Regions from separate parts of the Danio rerio genome. Here region 2 is linked to region 1. A link is a contact called in public Hi-C data. All regions are on one chromosome and are shown on one strand. Each heading gives the region's core, a stretch centred on a gene start, on an enhancer-like site or on the middle of the called end of the contact. The rest is flanking DNA. Distances are from core to core; before and after follow the strand shown.

Region 1 (5,843 bases), core at 2,768-5,267:
TATATTGTAAATATTACAAGTCTGAGTAAAAAAGTAGTCCTTTTAAAAGTACTCAAGAGTAGTGACTAGTGAGTATTACACTGTGCAAGGTCAGGCCCATAGCCAGGGGGGTTCGGAAGACCCACACTGACAAAGATCCAGAATTTGTCCCATTAGTAATCGCATTTGTCTTATTTTGACTGCTACGCCATCATAAATAAAAAATAACCCATCGAAAAAGGCTTAAAGACCAAGCGAAATCCTGGTGTGACTTTAGTTGTGACTGTCAGTTTTGGCCAACGCAAACAAGTATTTTTCAACATCCATCAGTGCAAGAACACATCTGACATAAGCAAAGTCTTCTTTTGATACTGTACTGTTTTTAAAAAGAGAAAACATTAGACAAGTAACTTTATTCTATAAATCTTGGACATTATTCTTAAAACAAAACATGACCAATAAGGGTGAAGCACTTTTATAAGAGAGGCTAGAAAAATTGAGAAGCTCTAAATTGTTATTATTATAATTTCATTATGTTTCAGTTTGTTATTATTTAAACGGCCAAATTCTGACTGAGGACAGTTGAATAGGCTAGTTTTTTATTTAAAACTTTTTTTTTCCTAATGATATGTGATGTGATGTAATAAACTTCTAATTTAAAAATAAATATTTGTCATATTTCTTTATTCTAAATATTTTTAGTTCATCAAAAAGTGTGGTTATGATCCAACAAGCTTATTAATTCAATAAACTCAGCTAAAAATAGTGCTTAGAATGTCACCTAAATGCAGTATTTACGTCTCACATTTAAATAGAGCGGTGAATAACTGCTGAAAGGTCCACTTTTTGAGAGAAAAAAGAATCACCCCTTTCACCAGGCTGGCTACAGGCCTGAAGGTTGTGTTTACATGCAATTTGTGCATACGTGTGTGTGAGAACGAAACATTCTGTAGTGCATTTAGTGATTGTTTAAGGACAATCGTCACTGCGTGTATCTTGATTTTATGTCTTGAGGTTATTCTGTATGATGTTATTTGATTGGATGGGAATTATTCTACTTTAGCCAATCACCATAAACAAGAAAACACAAAGCGTTGCAGTCTAAACTATTCGCCCTCCTGTGAGGCGAACAGAATTTTTGTTTTCTTTTTTCAAATATTTCCCAAATGATGTTGAACAGATTCAGGAATCTTTCACAGTATTGCCTATAATATTTTTTTCTTCTGGAGAAAGTCTTATTTGTTTTATTTTGACAGGCATAAAAGCAGTTTTTAATTTTTTAGAAACTATTTTAAGGTCAATATTATTAGCCTCTTATAGTGCCAAAAAATATTAGTTTTGATTGTCTCCAGAACAAACCACTGTTATACAATAACTTAATGCCTAAATACCCTAAATTTACCCTAATTACCCTAGTGAAGCCTTTAAATGTCACTTTAAGCTGAATACTAGTGTCTTGAAGAAAATCTACTCTAATATTATGTGCTGTCATCATGACAATGATGAAAGAAATCAGTTATTAAAAAGTAGTGACTACAGGTTGAAGGAAAATAGCGGAATTAAAGTTTGACACTAAAAATGTAAAAGTACAGATTTTAAAAACTACAAGTAAACCTACTCAATCACAGTCAATTGAGTATTTGTAATTTGTTACTTCACACCACTGGGTATCTGGAAAAAGGAGTGGGAGTTGCAGCCATTCCCAGCCCGGCTATGGTGCCTCTCAGTGGGGGAGAGGAGACCCTGCTCCACTGGAGCCTGCACAAAACAATGGATCCAGTCCTTCGGTTAGTGGACTGATATTTAAACAGCAGTGAGATCTACAGTTTTAGCCTTTCTCCTCTCGCCTTGGTTTCATGGTCATAATATTAATTCACAGAAACAGCAGGGCATCGGAGTCATGGAGTGGCATCAGAGCCATTGAGTCCGTTTCTACAGGAAATACACAAAAAATGAAGAGTTCAGCAAAAGCTTCGAAACGCCATCTGAAATATTGCTCTAAAATGATCATTTTGATCAGACTTCTGTGTATAGGTTGTGTACTTTCATTTTTATGTCGATGAAAAGGTCGTTTTCATTGTCTTTAAAGTGAAAGAACTGAATAAAATCATAGGATACTGAAAAAAAAACATTTAGAGCGTTTTGAATCTGAACTCTTCATACTGTACAGTCAAAAGTTTGAAAATAGTTTGATTTATTTATTGCTTAAAAAAGAAAATTCTGCTCACTAAAGTTGCACTTATTTGATTAAAAATATAGTAAAATTGTAAAATATTTACACATTTAGTTTATTTCTGTGATTCAAAGCTGCGTTTTCATCATCATTACTCCTTCAGAAATCATAATAATCTGATGATTTGGCGTTCTATTATGATCAGTTATTATTAATGCAAAATCACTAATAATGATTCTTAAATTCATCAGTGCTGAAAAAAAGTCTTGCTTCATAGTTTTAAATATTTTTTAGGATGTTTTGATGAAAATAAAGAATGTTTAAAATAATACATTTATTTGCAACTTTCACTATCAAACAATTTATTGTGATGAAGAAAAGTAAATACATGTTTATGCTAAAGACTAATCATGTTTAAAATTTGTCTGACAACATGTCTGCTTTGTCCATTTATAGGCTCAAGCATTGGCATATCTTTGTTTACAAATCTATATTGAATTTACTTCCATCATACTTACAGAATTACATTTGTAAAAAAAACTGTCCCTATATGACCTTCGGTCATGGGATATTTATTTACTGTCTGTTTCTAAAGTGCAGACTAAGATGGGAAAAAAGGTTTTTAAATATGCAGCAACATTTGCATGGAATAATCTACAAACAAGGTTGTAGTTAAAAGAATTTATGTCATTAAATGCTTTAAAAAAAAGAGTATAGAGGATTTAAAAATTAAAGCACAGGTTTGTAGATGTTTTGAATAGTTTGTCAATGTGTGATTCATGTGTTTTTTTTCTGGTAAAATAATGGTGATAATAATAATAATAATAATTATTATTATTATTATTATTATTATTATTATTCATTTTAAACCTCAATAATCAATTCAATTCAATTCAACTATATTCAATAAAATAAGGTATTTAATACTGCAATATTATTTCACAAATTTCACTGTATTTTTTATTAGACAAACGCAAACTTTGAGAGCTGAATAATCTTATTATCATACTTTTTCCAAACTTGACTTTCTTTATTATCCACAAGTGGATTTTTTTTAAAACCATTAAAACTGTGTATTAATATAGGCTAATAATTCTAACTTTTATTATATATATATATATATATATCACAGCATAACCCAAATACATCCAACATCATCATATAATTCACATTAAAATAAAAATGAACCATATTCATACTTAAGACCCCAGTATTTTACATTCTAATTGCACAAATTTCCAACTTTTCGCCTGCTAGTGTAAATCAAAGGCCTCTACTGTTAGTGTCTCCATGACTAATCAGCTTTGTCTGAGTCTCCAAGCAGCACAGATACAGGATGTGTGCTTTGTTTATCGAGCCCAGAGTGTGTTTGCTTTCTCTGCAGGATGTGTGGCACTTAGCGGATTGACCCAGCAGGGCGGCGCTACAGGTCGCTCACTGTAAAGCTGTGTTTTCAGGATTAGGGTTACTGCGGAGACCTTTTACTGACCTCTTTTGGGAGTGTTCTTGAGCTTGCATTTTCTGAATGCCATCTTTACTATCACACACACACACACACACACACACACACACAAACCCAAACTGACTGGCTATTGTTGTGCGTTCTCTGACGAGGTACAAAGAACATTGCTTCAAGCAGCAGCTCTTATCTCTTTCATGAGCAAAAAGCTGCATTCTGTCCTTTGCCACGTTTCAACAATTCCTCCATCTGATGCTTCAAGACAGGAATCTAACAATCAGGAGGAAATGTTTCTAGTTTTCGTTTGGTCAGCGGATTGGGGCGCATCAATGATTCATAGTGCTGTCAGAGGAATGTGTTATCTGCAGAGGGCGGCCTCTGACACAACACACACACACCATGACCTCACTGAAGTCCATCTGCTTCAATAACACTAAATACACCAGTGTGACATAATCAACAATGCTGCTATCCTTAGTAAAATATCAATAAAAACAGGGGTCTGATTTACACAGTTTGCACAGAAACCTTTCTAAAAGTGAACGCACAGCAGAATAAATGCACATGTGTTATTATGGCTCATATAATTATTTAAAGCTGTTCAATTAAGTCAGTTCATTCATTTTCTTAGTCCCTTTGTTAATCTGGGATCGCCACAGTGGAATGAACTGCCATCTTATCCAGCATATGTTTTAGGCAGTGGCAACCCATTACTGGAAAACACCCATACACTCCCATTTACACACATACACTACAGCCTACCCAATTCACCTGTACCACATGTCTTTGGACTTGTGGGGGAAACCGGAGCAGCCAGAGGAAACCCACGCCAAGACAGGGAGAACATGCAAACTCCACACAAAAACGCCCACTGACCAAGCTGAGGCTTGAACCAGTGACCTTCTTGCTGTAAGGCGATCGTGCTACCCACTGAGCCAACCCTGACATCTGGATCTGGAAACAGTATTCTATGTGTCACCACACAACAAGAGGACAGTCCAAATGTTGTCATATCCTTACACAAGTATACGTCAATGTAAAGCTTATTTATTCAGCTTTCAGATGATGCAGGATTTTCAAAAATTGACATTTATGATTGATTGTGTGTTCCAAATGTATAATAAATCGTCTCTTCAATCTCAAAGATTTGCTCTGACTGCAAACCAGACGCGCCTGACATGCCACACATGCAGCACTCGGATCCGCCAGCTGTTTTTTTCCTCCACAAGTGGACACCGAGCATTTCTTGTTTGCTTTGTTGATAACGGACATGTTATGCTGAGCATGTGTGTTGCATTTGTCGCTAATTAGATTGTGAGCGGCGCACTGAAGCGTGTGTTGTAGCTTCCCTCGCTCCGCGGTCCATCTGATAAAGAAACCATTTCGGCCATCAACAGTTTCCATTATGCAAGGAACCCTTAATGTGTGTCCAGCTGAATCCGGGAGTCAAGAAAACACCGCCTAATCTGCAGAAACCAGATCCACCCAACAGATGTCTATCTGCTCTCACAATCGAATTAGCGATAGAGGTTGTGGCGGTGGGCGTCAATCAGAATTATTAGCCCCCCTGTATATATATTCCCCAATTTCTGTTTAACACAGAGAGGATTTAGTCAACACATTTCTAATCATAACAGTTTTAATAACTTATTTCTAAATACTGATTACTTTTCCCCTTGTCATGATGACCACATAATATTAGATAGATATTCTTCAAGATACTAGAATTCAGCTTAAAGTGAATTTAAAGGCTAAAATAACTCAAAAGTTCACAAAAGGGCAAATAACTCAGACTTCAGCTGTATATTTCGATATAATTACAACTTCACCAGATGACTTAATATCTCTATTTGGAAATAATTCATGTTAGATTAATTGGGATGATTCTGTCGTGGAAGTGCATCTGCTTAAATTCTAATAAGCAATCTATAAATACAATAAAGGAAAAAATACAACTAAAATTAACAGAGTTTTTAAATTTTCCAAGTCTAAAAGCATTCACATGGGGAAAAATATCGGTTAATTAACAATATATCACGTTAAACTATTCAATATGTTAATAAAAGTACATTTTTGGGGACTTTTCAAGGTTAAACGTTGTTAAAGAAAGGTCAAGGTCCCATAATGCCATTTAAAAGCATAAATAAACTGCGAAAAATAAAACATAAATCACAAAATACGAAAAACTGCTCATTTACGGATATTTTACAGCCATTGAATAATAAAAACAAA
Region 2 (6,675 bases), core at 3,218-5,717, 530 kb after region 1:
GGTTCTCAGAACTCTCCTAATTAACATGGAAAGATACCACTAAGGTTTCATTAGACAGGCTCGGAAACACACGCTTGTCTGTTGAATGAAAGGACATGTTTAAGTGCAACATTTTTGCATCCCCCTAATGGAGTCTTTTTGACAGTGCTTGCAATTTCTCATGAAATGTTGTGCTATCCATCAGAAGTTGAGAGTACGATGACATTTTATTGGCACTTTATATGCAGCAACTCAAGATAAACATTCTCTCTCATTTGTTCCCCGTCCAATCTCCTACTCAGCGGTCACTTTCTCATTGCCTCTAACTCGTTAAGTGGGTATCTTTATCAGACTTGTTATCAGAGTCTGCAAGCTGAAACTGTAATAACTTGCTCTTTCTGGCTTCATCTTATGCAGACTCCGGATCTCTGCCTCCATTTGTGTGATAAAAGTGCTCACAATGCTCTTCACAAGCTGTTTTTGTTGTCTTGTTAAGATTATCACCGTCCCCAGGGATGCAATTGAAAACGTGAAATGTGGTCGTGCTTTCATGCTGATCAAAACCAAGTGATTCCCTGTGTTACTGGCTACAAAGAAGATCAGAAACACAGACATATATGTTAATCACGGAAATAACTGTGTTACTGTAAGCCTTTATTCGACTCTCAGAGCAAATGTGCCCAAACAAACCCTGCTATATTCATTCATTATTTTATTTTCCCTTAGCCTACCAACCAGCCAACCAATCAACCAGCCAACCAAACCAACCAACCTACCTACCAACCAAACCACCAAACCCACTGCCCGACCGACCAAACAACCAGCCAACCAAACCAACCGACCAACCAACCAATCAACCAACCAACCAACCAACCAACCAACCAACCAACCAACCAACCAGCCAACCAACCAACCAGCCAACCAACCAACCAACCAACCAACCAACCAACCAACCAACCAACCAACCAACCAGCCAACCAAACCAACCAAACAAACCAACCAACCAACCAACCAACCAACCAACCAACCAACCAACCAACCAACCAACCAACCAACCAACCAGCCAACCAAACCAACCAAACAAACCAACCAACCAACCAACCAACCAACCAACCAACCAACCAACCAACCAACCAACCAACCAACCAACCAGCCAACCAAACCAACCAACCCAATTACACTATAGCGCATGTCATTGGACTATAGGGGAAACTGGAGCACCCAGAGGAAACCCATGCCAACACAGGCAGAACATGCAACAAAGCGTGCAACGTTTCGAGTCCACGGCTCTTTATAAGACAGTCAGTGGGCTCGAAACGTTACACGCTTTGTGTCAGTCTTTTTAATTTAATAAATTTGCATTTTTGGAGCTTTGGTGTTGCCGTCTTTTTGAATATGTAATTAGCAGTTTTTGTGTTTTTGGGCACCCAGTTAACAGGTGCGTACTTTTGTACAGTTTTTCATTGTAATAAAGATAGAAAAATTGCTACGTAATTCATCCCCACAGCCGCATAGTGTCATTACAATTATGAAAAAAGTTGCTTCAATCCCCGGTTTGTGGACTTAAATCGGGTTTATTTTGTATATTAACATAACGATATCCATAGAGCAGTGGATATTTACATGTACCCTGTCACATTTGCCCAGCAAAAACAGTGCAAAGCTAATGTGTGTGAGTGTGTGTGCGTGCACGTGCATGCGAGCGATCTTTATAGCATCATTGTGTGTGATTCATCGCTTCAGAAAGGCTTGAATAAACTCTAAAACAAATACATCAAATAATCGTTGTGTAGGTTCTTACTGTAGTAAGTGTGATCTGATTCATTCTTGTCTGTCACTGAGTTGTTTGTCTACCTGAAGGCTACGGTTCTGACACGCATGTGGGAACGGTGGGCGGGGAGAACAAGCTCATTAGCATTAAAGGCACAGGCAACGAAAACTGCAACAATGGTCAAACAGCTCACATTGATTTGAAAAGGTGTAATAAATAATCTGATGTGTATACTGAGTTGAAACTTTACAGACACATTCTGGAGACACAAAAGACTTATATTAAATCTGGAGAAATGGTTAAAACTTGAAATGGAATTTTCTCCACCATAGTAAGTCAATGGGCGAATTTGGGAATTTGTACCCCTGGGTAAGTTGTACCCAGGGGTACAACTTACACCTCAGTTTATTATGTAGATTTACACAGTTTGGCAGCCTCTTTAATTGTGGAAGATCAGATGTTTCCAAGAATTTCTCTTTCAAAGTTATGATGCCTCAAAGTGTGGTCCAACGTTAAGTCAATAGGATTTTGCTGAATTTTTCTAGGTTAGTTGGAAAACCGAAAGCCAAATCAGTTCAAAAGGATAAAGAAACCCGAATCAGACTAGTTTAAAAGTCTGGCCGAAGTTTGGTGGTCATAGCATTAAAGCCCTAGGAGGAGGAGGAGGAGGAGTTGGTAAATGTTTGGCTCAGAAAAATGATTAATAATTAGTAGCAAATGTTGAATAAATCTAATGAATAACAAAACATAGAGAACTGTTAATTCATGAATATTTGCTACCTTGTGGGTAAATCTTTCATTTAGACACGCACAATGGACAAGATCACACGATGCACGGCATATTTAATGCTTAATAAAAGCTTTTCATTTAAATTCCATTCATATTTAATAGGACTCTCTGTTATATCAATTACTTTATTTATTTTATTGGGTCTCTGAGAGCTCATCTTCTGAAAGGCGGCTCTGGTTATACTCCGGTTCACCCTGCTGCGAGCGGAGGCTGTTTGATTGACAGGCGGATAATGGAATGGTGGGATCGAGGTGAGAATATCTCCCTCTGTGACCCCCGAAGGAAGCTTGTCGATGAATCAGTGCAGACCACCACGGCAAAGACTATTTTAAAAGATATGATATTTACACAGCCCCGCGTTAAGCCTACAGAGGGACAATCTCACTTCTTTTGTTTTAATTTCTTTTCGTTCCAGGAGGTCGTGACACCAACACTACCTCAAACGTCATATAGAGGAGACAGATGGCCGACTTCACACAAGGTGTTGGCATTTTGACAAGTGATCACTTTGCAATATCTCAAGTCCATATCTCTGTTCACTGACACACTTCTTAAACCTGAAGTAATTCTTCGTCTGAGTTGCGGGCAACTATTTGTAGGCAGCTAATCAAGCTGTATTTTGAGGGTACATCCAAGCAATCTTCAATATAGGGTTAGTTTAGTAATAAATACCAGCTATAATATTACTTTTGTTGACTTAGTGATAATGGTGACACCATATACATGCATATTATGTTTAGTCTGACAACGTAAACAACAATAATGTACTACAGGAGGATATCTGCTCATTTTTTTACAATGTCAGCATGCCACCTACTGGCCTGGCATGCAAAACATAACATTTATTTCGGTTATGGAGTATCCATGCAAACATAGGTAATTAGTAATTTAATTTGTCATTTATATGCAGCACACTTTTTAGGTTTACAGTAAACTGTTGTCCTGTAAATGCACCTTGAGTAGATTGTATTGAAATCAATAAATATGACAATGAATTTACTAAATTAAAAGTATACACAATCACCGGCCACTTTGTTAGGTACACCTGTCTAACTGCTAGTTAACGCAACTTTCTAATCAGCCAATCACATGGCAACTACTCCCTGCATTTAAGCATGGTCAAGACGATCTGCTGCAGTTCAAAGTGAGCATCAGAATGGGGAGGAAAGGGGATTAAGCTGATTTTGAACGTGGCATGGTTGTTGGTGCCAGACGGGCTGGTCTGAGTGTTTCAGAAGCTGCAGATCTACTGTGATTTTCATGCACAACCATCTCTAGGGTTTACAGAGAATGCTCCGACAAAGAGGAAATATCCAGTGAGCGGCAGTTCTGTGGACGCAAATGCCTTGTTGATGTCAGAGGAGAATGGCCAGACTGGTTCCAGCTGTTCTGAAGGCAAAAGAAGGACTAGCAGGGTGTACCTAATAAAGTGGCCGGTGAGTGCAACTAAAACATCTTCATGTGTCCTTTCATTCTAGCAGGAAAACTCCGGACAAACAACTTTTTTACCTCCCCTTTCCATAAAATGCCAGCTCACATCTGTCAAAGTTTGAGTTATTACATACAGCAAGGTCGATTATGGCGACTCTGACTGGTGTGCTGTTCTGCAGCGTGTCCGTAATTGCCTCTTCTTAGTAAAGCTCTCCGTGTTTACGTTAAGCTAATGAGTGAGAACACAGCACTTTGGAACAATTTGAGGGATCTGGCTGCGTACACGGAAAAGCGTATAAACCGGCTACATGATGCGTCTGTGTTAAGCCCTGTGCATGAGAGGTACCATTACCCACAATCCTCCCCAGCAACATGCTCACTCGAGAAGGAAAAATAACAAAGATGGTTCGGGGGAAGGCATCTGTGCTCTTCCCCCTTCAGACCTCTCGAGGTCCCCAAGGCCCTGCTGTCGCTCCAGGCTTAAGGTTTACCTCTCGGGGTGGATGTGCTGGGAGTTCAGGATGGTTCTACATGAAGGTTTGAAGGTCAGAGAAGGGTCTGGAGGGTGCGGATGGTGTAATTTAAAGTGAGAGGGCATCAGGATTAGCAATTACATCCTATTAATAGTGTCCACTAATGCAAGCATGTCTGCCCCCGAGCCCAAGTTGCCGTGACCAGCAGTGTGAACACAGGAATCGTTTTCTTTATCTCCACTGCTCCTCCTCTCTGTGCCCCAGTTCACTTCACTGCACTTGTTTATGTCACTTACTTCTGCTTCCAACCCCTTTTCTCCGTTTCTTCTAGCACATATTAGTCACGGGAGCCCATATCCCCTTGCAACCTGTGGACACCACTGCCCCCTCTGGTGATTAATGGAACTGTACAACCTTAAATTATCTTTTAAATTATAACTATTATTATTTGTGCCATTAAATTAGACATTTAAAATACAAATATATATATATACTTAAATAATCTAAAATAGTCCTAGAAGAACGGTGAATACACTGTTTTTGTGTGATTTTCTATTCATTAACGGGATCACAGCACAGAGCCAGGTGCAGTGATCCGGCTGACATTTTAACAAGGCCTGTGGTAAAACATCTCAACAGGCTTTATATGGTTAAGGCCACATCAGAGAGAATGCCAGACACATTTATGATAAGGCCTGTAGGACAAACGGCGATGAGTGACATCTGGCCCTTTTGGGTCATTTGCTGAATGCTTGCATACATGCCGTAGTTCAGTCTGATGACCTATTCGTTCAGCCCATGCGCAGTCAGGCATGAAATCTGGCACCCTTAGATATACAGCCTCCTCACGCACTAGAATGGAGTATTATATCAAGCTCTGCCATTAGGGTAATAACATCAAGAATGTTGCAGACATGTTGTTATCAGTTTCTAGGGAATTGGTAAGTGGTTGCAAGGATGTATGGATACTGTCTGGAACAAGTACAATATCCAACATCAAATCTTTATTATATTTGGCCTTTTCCCAATCCTTTGTGGTGGATGAAATTATCTGTTGGTGAAGCGGTGTCAGGAAATACTAAGCAAACCGTTTGCTAGCATTCTAATGAGAAAGAGCTGGCATGTAGTTGCACTGCAATGCATAGTCAACAAAATAATAATTCCTTACATTTATATGGCGTCTTTCTGGACACTCAAAGCACTTTGCACATTTCTTTAGGGGGAATCTCCTCATTCTCCACCAGTGTGCAGCATCCACTTGGATGATAAAACGGCAGCCATACTGTGCCAGACTGCATAACACATGATTGGTTGGAGAGGAAACTAAAGCCAATTATGATATGGGGATGGTTAGGAGGCCATGAGGCCAGTAGGCAAATTTTGTGAGGATGCCAGGGTTAAACCCCTACTCTTTTTTGAAGAACATCCTGGGATTTTTAACAACCACATAGAGTCAGGACCGTGGTTTAACGTCTCATCTGAAAGACAATGCTTACTGAGCAGTATAGCGTCCCCTTTGATATACTGGGGTGTTGGGATCCACACAGACAGGTTAAACGCCCCCTGCTGGTCTCACTAACACCACTTTTGGCCAGCTTTCTCATGTGGTCTCCCATTCAGGTAAGACCAGGCACAGCCCTGCTTAGCATCAGTGGGCTACCATGTGAGAGTTGCAAAGATGCTAAAATAAAAGGGGCCATCAAGTGACATCTCAATCTCCTTTTTAGTCTGTAAGTAAACAAACAAAGAGAACTAGTAGACACTCAGAAAAAAAGGTACACAATGGTACAAATAATGTTTCTTAAGAAAAGCATTTGGTTTACACACTCTCAGAAATAAAGGTACGGGAGCTGTCACTAGGGCAGTACCTTTTCAAAAGCTAAATATTTATACCTGAAGGGTCTATAATGGTACCTCCTCAATGGTACTTCTGGGCACTTAAGCACCTTTGAGGTTCCACTGTGGACTCTTTGGGTACAAATATGTATCTTTCAACCCAAGCTCATTCTAAATTGTAGCCCCGCGGATGTTTCTGGAGACCGCGATTTACATGGCTGGAGGTACTTATGGCCACGTTTTCTTTTTTCAAGTGAACGGCAGTGTGACGCCGCTCCTCTTCTTCGCGCTCGCCGGCTGGGCTGACGGTTCGCCTACGTGGGGAGGGCTTTTATGGCGCAACCAGTTTGTCTAGGTAGCTCGTTGTGTTACGTCGGCGGAGCAAAGGCCCAGAG

The links. A called contact is a pair of places that touch in the nucleus more often than the background predicts.
Region 2: a contact with region 1 is called in a Hi-C map of an unstated tissue, with 2.5 times the contacts expected there. The contact joins two enhancer-like sites. A contact is called at or near these places in 4 of 18 Hi-C or Micro-C datasets (caudal fin, embryo, hematopoietic stem cells and 1 more) and 2 of 4 datasets of contacts at active chromatin or transcription factors (caudal fin and embryo).

The regions. Positions count from the first base shown.
Region 1 is chr24:1,372,969-1,378,811 of GRCz12tu, forward strand. All of the region lies in intron 2 of nrp1a (neuropilin 1a), which reads right to left. Among named protein-coding and RNA genes, the nearest start is that of nrp1a, 12 kb to the right of the region's middle. Within about 2 kb of position 4,018, at least 25 of the 62 cell types and tissues checked have an H3K27ac peak or open chromatin away from gene starts, as enhancers often do.
Region 2 is chr24:1,905,039-1,911,713 of GRCz12tu, forward strand. The region is part of intron 19 of pard3aa (par-3 family cell polarity regulator alpha, a); the gene reads right to left. Among named protein-coding and RNA genes, the nearest start is that of pard3aa, 460 kb to the right of the region's middle. Within about 2 kb of position 4,468, at least 3 of the 62 cell types and tissues checked have an H3K27ac peak or open chromatin away from gene starts, as enhancers often do.